Linked DNA regions of Zea mays: region 2 is linked to region 1. Evidence: chromatin contacts called from public Hi-C data. All regions are on one chromosome and are shown on one strand. The core of a region is the stretch at or near the end of the contact, and the rest is flanking DNA. Distances in the headings are between cores, read along the strand shown. Region 1 holds the start of LOC118476223. Region 2 holds the start of LOC100304327 (argonaute1c).

Evidence for each region. Hi-C and Micro-C count contacts between places; a contact is called where the count stands out from the background.
Region 2: a contact with region 1 is called in a Hi-C map of tassel, with 3 times the contacts expected there. The contact joins the promoter of LOC100304327 here to the promoter of LOC118476223 in region 1. A contact is called at or near these places in 2 of 25 Hi-C or Micro-C datasets (ear and tassel).

What each region holds. Positions count from the first base shown.
Region 1 is chr2:18,233,167-18,236,368 of Zm-B73-REFERENCE-NAM-5.0, reverse strand. It overlaps LOC118476223, which reads right to left and starts at 1,889. Exons shown (of 4, transcript XM_035965046.1): 1 at 1,629-1,889; 2 at 1-248. The coding sequence starts at 1,889. It overlaps MIR171h (microRNA MIR171h), which reads left to right and starts at 2,374; the gene lies at 2,374-2,497. LOC109943969 (a long non-coding RNA gene) reads left to right here and starts at 2,286. Exons shown (of 2, transcript XR_002267099.1): 1 at 2,286-2,525; 2 at 2,785-3,202.
Region 2 is chr2:18,374,707-18,378,288 of Zm-B73-REFERENCE-NAM-5.0, reverse strand. LOC100304327 (argonaute1c) reads right to left here and starts at 1,440. Exons shown (of 23, transcript NM_001361411.1): 1 at 1,111-1,440. The coding sequence starts at 1,165.

The DNA of each region.
Region 1 (3,202 bases), core at 640-3,139:
TTTTTGGACTTAGGTTGGTTCATATTCTTCTGTGGAGAGTTCTTCTTCTTCTTCTGGAATTTTCTATCTCCACCCTTCTCAACAACGTGAGCCTGGAGTTGCTGGGATGGCTTGTTACTGGACCTTGCACGCTCTTCCACATTTATTGCAGCTGACAACTCAGTGAGAGTCATTTGCTTCTTCCTGTGGCGGCGTGAAGTCACAAAGTCTCGCCAAGAAGGCGGGAGCTTTGCCAGTATTGCATTCACCTGAAAACTGTCTGGTAGGACGCAACCATATTGGACCAAGTCCCTAACAAGGAGTTGAATCTCCTGTAGCTGCTCCATAACAGACCTTCCCTCAACCATTTTATAGTTGAGGTAGTTTTCCGTTGTGAATGACTCATTGCCATTGTCAACTTCAGAGAACTCGTTCTCAAGTTCAGTCCATAGACCCTTGGCGGAGGTAAAACCAGAGTACACATCAAATAAGCGGTTCGACAAGACGTTCAGCAGACGAGACAAGCATGCCTCATTGGCTTCGTCCCACTTAGCCTTCTCCGCTAGTGCGGCGGCCTTCGCTGCATCATCAGAATCATCTGATGCAGCCTGGGGAACAGCCGACGTCACTACCCAAAATAATTTTAGGTCAGTGAGCCACATGCGAGTCTTAATCTGCCAGCGCTTAAAGCTTGCGCCGTCGAACGCTTCAGGCTTAATGACATCAGAACTGGAGGCCATAATACGGATTGGTTTTCTGGATTGTTGTAATATTATAGAAATAAGTGACATGCTCCCTTCATATTTAAATATATTAAATATTTTAATTCCGAATAAAACAATCATATAACTCAGATAAATACCATATGAAATTATAGCAGCAATGAACAGTAGCAATTCTAAGACATGTAAACATGTAAAATAGCTACACAGGTCCATTTCATAATTAAACATGGCTTGCAGATGAAGAAGGCAGATTAAACAAATAAACATAATTGTTTATCTTAAACTATTGCTCTCAAAATAGCGGGTTGCTGTAATAAACAGCCCTCCAACGCTAAGAGGTGATTAGAGATCCTCGACTAACGTGACAGTCGTATCTTACCAAATAAGGGTTTTAGATCAGATGTAATAAGCCTAATAATCAAATATAAATACTGATAGAAAGGAGCTGTCTACTAAATAAATTAACAGAATTTAACACAGGTAAACAGCCTCAACAAAGAGAGATTTAATTAGGCACAAATAATATCAATGATAAAAATGATAATACACTAAAACCCAGACTGTCACGCTGTCTCACTTCACCGCTATCATCATCGAGCACACAAATCCGCCCACAACAGTGCAATCACACCCAAGTATTTAATACTAGCAGATTGCACAAAATTAAACAGTAAATAAAATGAGGCAACGAATAACTCACAGCACGTAGATTGTCTACGTGGGAAGACCAGCTCAGCGAACACAAGGTTCTGTCCCAGAAAACCAATTCCGCCGCCCACGTCCGGGCCTGCACGGCGGGAGGTTGACGGAGATACTAGAGCCGCTGCCGGAGCCGAAGGAGACGTCCACGGCACCAGCCCGAGAAGACGAACACCGCGCAGCAGGGAGCCCAGGCACCAGGCAACGGTGGACAATAATCAGTACAGACTGCGCACCACACAGGTGCACAGATGGAACAACAGAGAGCAGGAGAACCTCACTGCGCACAAGCAGTGCTCCCTCCACCTTCCACCAGCAAGATTTACACCAGAACACCAAGAATCGAAGGAATCGATCCAAACCGTGACTAGAATCGAGAGGAGAAATAGGAACAGAGAGCTGGGATTTTTCGGCTAGATACCCAGCAGGGAGAAAATCTCCATACTTAAGAAGCCAGGCTCGAGGAGATTGAGCAGAGGGCGCCATGGATCTCGGGCGAGCCCTTAACCACCTGCAGAGCGCCGCCAGGAAGCAAATTTTTGCTCTGCTCGTCCTCCACGATCTCCAAGCCGTGGTCTCTTCATGCCTTAGCCGCCTGCCAGCCGGTGGGCTGCTCGGTCAGATGGGCCTTGTAGCGGCCCACCCGACTGGCCCCCTTCTCTCTCTTTTTATTTAATAAAGGGAAAATCCTTAATATGGACAACACCATAACCCCTATCCCTCTCTCCACCCCAAATACAGTGTACTATCGGAGAACAACCGCTCCAACGACGTCTGGATGCGGACCGGTAGTAGAAAGGAAATTAAGGGTGCATGCGGACCGATGCTAATAACGTGGCTTCACCAGGGCCAGGGCCAGCGCCCGCGCCTCCCAGTCCCTATTAAATAGCTGCTTTAGGCACGCATCATCAGAGAACACAGTCCCAGAGCTCTATGCTAGCTATGGCGGCCGGGCGGGGGAGGGTGATGCGGGAGGAAGGAGACGACATGGCGTGGTATTGTTTCGGCTCATGTCCTTCTTCGATCGAGTCTTGCCGTTGGATTTGGATGTGATGTGAGCCGAACCAATATCACTCATGTACTCTTCATTCCCAAGGAAGGTCCAGAGACGTTACGGGCTCGGTAAGGGTTCTGATCATGCTGAATGGTTCTTAATTAGTCCCGTGCCATGCCAGTAGAACAAGGTTAGGCTGATCTTTCTGATATTTTGGTTCTGATCTGTGTTTATTCGATCTCTGTCTGCTAGTAAAAGCGACTGATCCCATCGTGGAGCCATAACACTTCATTAAGCTAAGCTAGCATTGCATGCTCTTGTAAACTAGGATTTCTAGCAGCACTGCAACAGGTAGCGCCCATGTTTATATCCATCTACTACTCACAGCAGGTATTGTTGTGTAAATACGCTTGCTGATTATCCGAAGCCAACCGAACTTCGCATCATGTGCAGTGAAGACATATTCATCTAGGGAAAGAAGCTTGAAAACCCTGCGGGCTGCGGCTTATGGTAAAAGGGCTATACTGTATATGTTATGTGAATCCGATAATGACGATGGCAGAGCTATTGACATTTTGGTTTATAACATTGCATATTATATTCGTTTTCGGAGCCACCAATTTCTTCAGTCAGTCACGTTGTGTTCGCTTACATGATAGTATCAATTTCCCCCCCTTGCGTCTATCCCGAGTTCCTGACCACAAGTCGTAACAAAGGCGTCCATATGGCAGTCTCATGTGATTTCATCCCCACAGAGCTGACAGTTTCCAGAATCCACCATTGGCCTGCGCTAGATTGTATCCAG
Region 2 (3,582 bases), core at 191-2,690, 140 kb before region 1:
AATCCCTAATTCTAAACCAAACAACCTTATTTGAGGGATAGTTCCATCCTATCCTGTTCTATCATTGCAACCAAACATATCCTAATTGTTAATTGGGGTCTAGCTGACAATAAGTTAAGATTTTAGCTGGCCAGCTTGAAACACTTACAATTAATTGTAGCTAACAATTATCTATAGATGCTCTAGAGAGGCCCTTATAGCTAAAATTAGCAGATGAGGTCCTGAAACACGCCTGCTAATAGGTTTATTAACTCTTAGCAAATGGAGGTGAGGAGGTGCTAATGTCTGTGGGGACATTACAGCATGCATGAATGAATAGCAGACCGTGAGCAGCTGTGGCATGCATGGCCGTCAAGGCAGCCCCCGGCAGTGTGAAAAAAAGACGATCCATCCAATCCATGTGTTGTAGTCGTGCCGTGCTAACACTGGCATTGGGTCCTCCGAGAGTCCGAGGTAGCTGGTGGCGTCCTGTTTGACTGGCTCCACGCCTGTTTACAAGCTGCTGGCTTGTTTCTCTCGGTCAAGCTCTATGCTCGGCTGCTGGCTGAACTTGCCATGCATTCACCCACAGCAGCCCGCACGTTGCTTGTCTACCCCCCCATATCTCACTAACCGCAGGCTTTACTTCACTGGTGACGGACGGGTAACGACGACGCGACCCAAAGCTAGGAACAGGCTAGGCTCACAGCAGCTATCCGGTCGGCGAACTGTTGTTCATCGAGGGCCCGAGCGCAGTCGCTGTAGTCTGTAGGTCGCCAATAGTGTAATGTGACGAAACCCAGTCGATCGGCCGGCATGGGCGCGACCATTGCGAAGGAACAGCGCCCTCGACAGGTCGCGCGCCGAGACAGACATGAAGGGAAGGGACCGACGTGCACGAGCCGCGAGCGCGATTCCTCCACGCCGAAAGGCCGCGGTCAAAGGAGCCCCCCCATGGCTAGCGCCCAGCGGCGCACAATCATGAACGCAAACTGTGCGATCTGAAGGGACGGGACGACACAGGCAGATGCTCATGCACAGCAGATAGAGCCGTAGCAGCAGCAGAAGCGAGCAAAAGGCGAAAACTGGAAGCGGGAAGATGAGGAAGGAGTGGGGGACACACGGGCGTACCTTGACGGGGGCGCCCGTTGTTCTCCACCCGCATCGCCATGTCAAGGTCACACATCGTCCACGCCGCGCGCGAAAGCCGAAAGACAAGGCCGGCACCCGGGTCGCGGCCACTTCCGTCGTCTGTCTGCCGATCGAGGGGAAGAGATAGGCCCTCGTGCCTGGGTGGCTCCTGCGGGTGAATCACGAGCGAGCGAGCGAGCTGGAGAGAGATGCCGCCGCGGGGGAGGGGGGGCTTATTGGTGGCTGTGCGAAGCTAGCGATAGCTGGCTGCTAGGGGAGGAAGAGCTGGGTGGGGCTCGGGTTCGGGCTCATCTGCACTGCTGCATCCCTGGACCTGGCCTCGGCCTCGGCCTCGTCGTAAGCAAAAGATATCGGTGATGTAAGCTTCAAGATATGCCCAATTATTGCCGATGGCCCGGAGAAAAAAATATTGCGCCGGTGCAGGTGCTATGCGGCTTCCATTTTTGCTACTGCTAGCTGCTCGTGCTCGCTCCTTGCTAATGCCTTAATGGTGTCGATGAGCAGTCAGCCATCAGAGCCATTAGCTGATCGATGGGCGAGCTTTATCTTCTGTTAGGTGGAGGGCCCCCTTCTCTCCAAATGGGGCTGCCACCATATCTCGATCATATTCGCCATTAAAAAAAAAGCTGGTCAAGCCACAGGAACCTTTGCTAAATAAGGTTATCCACTGGCCCTATTTACCAACTATGGTGCGTCGAAATGACCCGGCCAGCACATATATTGCCTTGCAAGATTTGCACTTTCTAGCGTCCCCAGCTAGCGAAACAAGACGGCACTAGCAAAAGTTTTATAGAAGGGGGCATCTAGCCATCTCATCAGGCCACTGGTTTACCAAGTTGTGATCTAGTCAGACGTTTGAGTAATCCGACGCGCGGTAGTTATCTGAAGCGATGTGCAGGTACGTGATCGCTCACCTAAAATAAATCCGTGCCACACGATTTTAGTTAGTGTCCACGCGAGTTGCAGCTGTTGGAAAGGGACTGGTATGGTTTCATATGGTCTGGAGCCTCTCGTCCGCTTTTGTCGCCAGCCCACCAATTGCTCGATGTTGCCTGACATTCCAATGAAGAAACGTTGTATATATGGCTGGGCTGGGCTGGCCTAGAGGTTGAGTTTCTTTATTTATGAAATACTGCAAACTTGGCACCTCATAAAATGCAAGATTATGTTTGGATTACATCCATAGCAATTGCAGGAGCATCTAGTTTTTAGAAGTCATTGTTACCTTCCTTTTTTTTTCTTTTTTCCTTTTGGCGGAACAGTATTTCCGAGCATCATTTGTCGGAATAGGATGGTCCGAGAAAATATACTCCATTGTTGCGAAAACTGTTTTTTTAGTAAAATGAAGACAATATCCCGGGGGGTCAGGTTTTATTGTCTCCGGTAATGGTTTGTGAGCCACAAAACCAGAGAGATTGGAGGGGCTAAAATCCTCTCCAACCCCCTCCAGTTTTTTACAAACAAGCCCTAAAAGTTTGAGGAAATACAAAAATAACTCCGTCATCACAAATTATAAATTATTTTAAAATTTAAAATCACAGTATTCTAAATTTAACCAAATTTATATAGTAAAACAACAACATTTATTATATTAAATAAATTTCATTATATTCTTTACAAATCATATTTTTATAGTACATCTATTTTATGTAATAAATCTTTACTACTTCACTACAACCTTGATCAAAACTTGAAATTTTGACTCTTCAAAAAACCTAGGTTGCCTTGTAATTTAAAATGGATATAGTACAAAGATGTTAAGTAATCCCATGAAGGATTATGTGGACAAATACTAAATGTAACATATACTCTATTTTCTATCTAATAAATGTATGGCCCCTATAATGAATAATAAGAGAAGAGTACTTCCACCATTGTCTTATGTCTCTCCTTTGCTTGTGACACCATGGAAAGAAAATATGGATGTCCTCTATATCTTCATCATGCCTCCAATGTTAACAAGAGTGTTTAGAGTCTAGATCTAGGACCCGCGATGACATTGTTACCCAATATTTTATCAACATCGTTATACTCCAACATCGCTACATATCCGGTCTGCACGAATTCTCGCTGTATGTCCTTTGACCTTGAGGGACTATCCTAGGTGACATACTTTGTTTCAGTTCATTGAATAAAAAGCAAGGCATATCATTATTGATCTACTCTAAATCCAAGGTTCAATAGATCTGTTCAATTTAGATTGGATTCTCTTGATTTGATGGATGCTATAAATTGATTTTTATGACAGTTGCTTTCTATAGATTGATCTATGCAATCCAATGCATTAAATCTAATTGATTTACCATTTTTTTTACTTTTTTATTCTGCAAAAAGTGACAGTGTGACTCTAGTAGCCTCTTAGCCCTAGGGCACCATGCACCTGCCCCCTTTGTGCTACACTACAATGGTGCGCAAGCATTAAAGATATTGACTTCGAAATACAGACTCGCT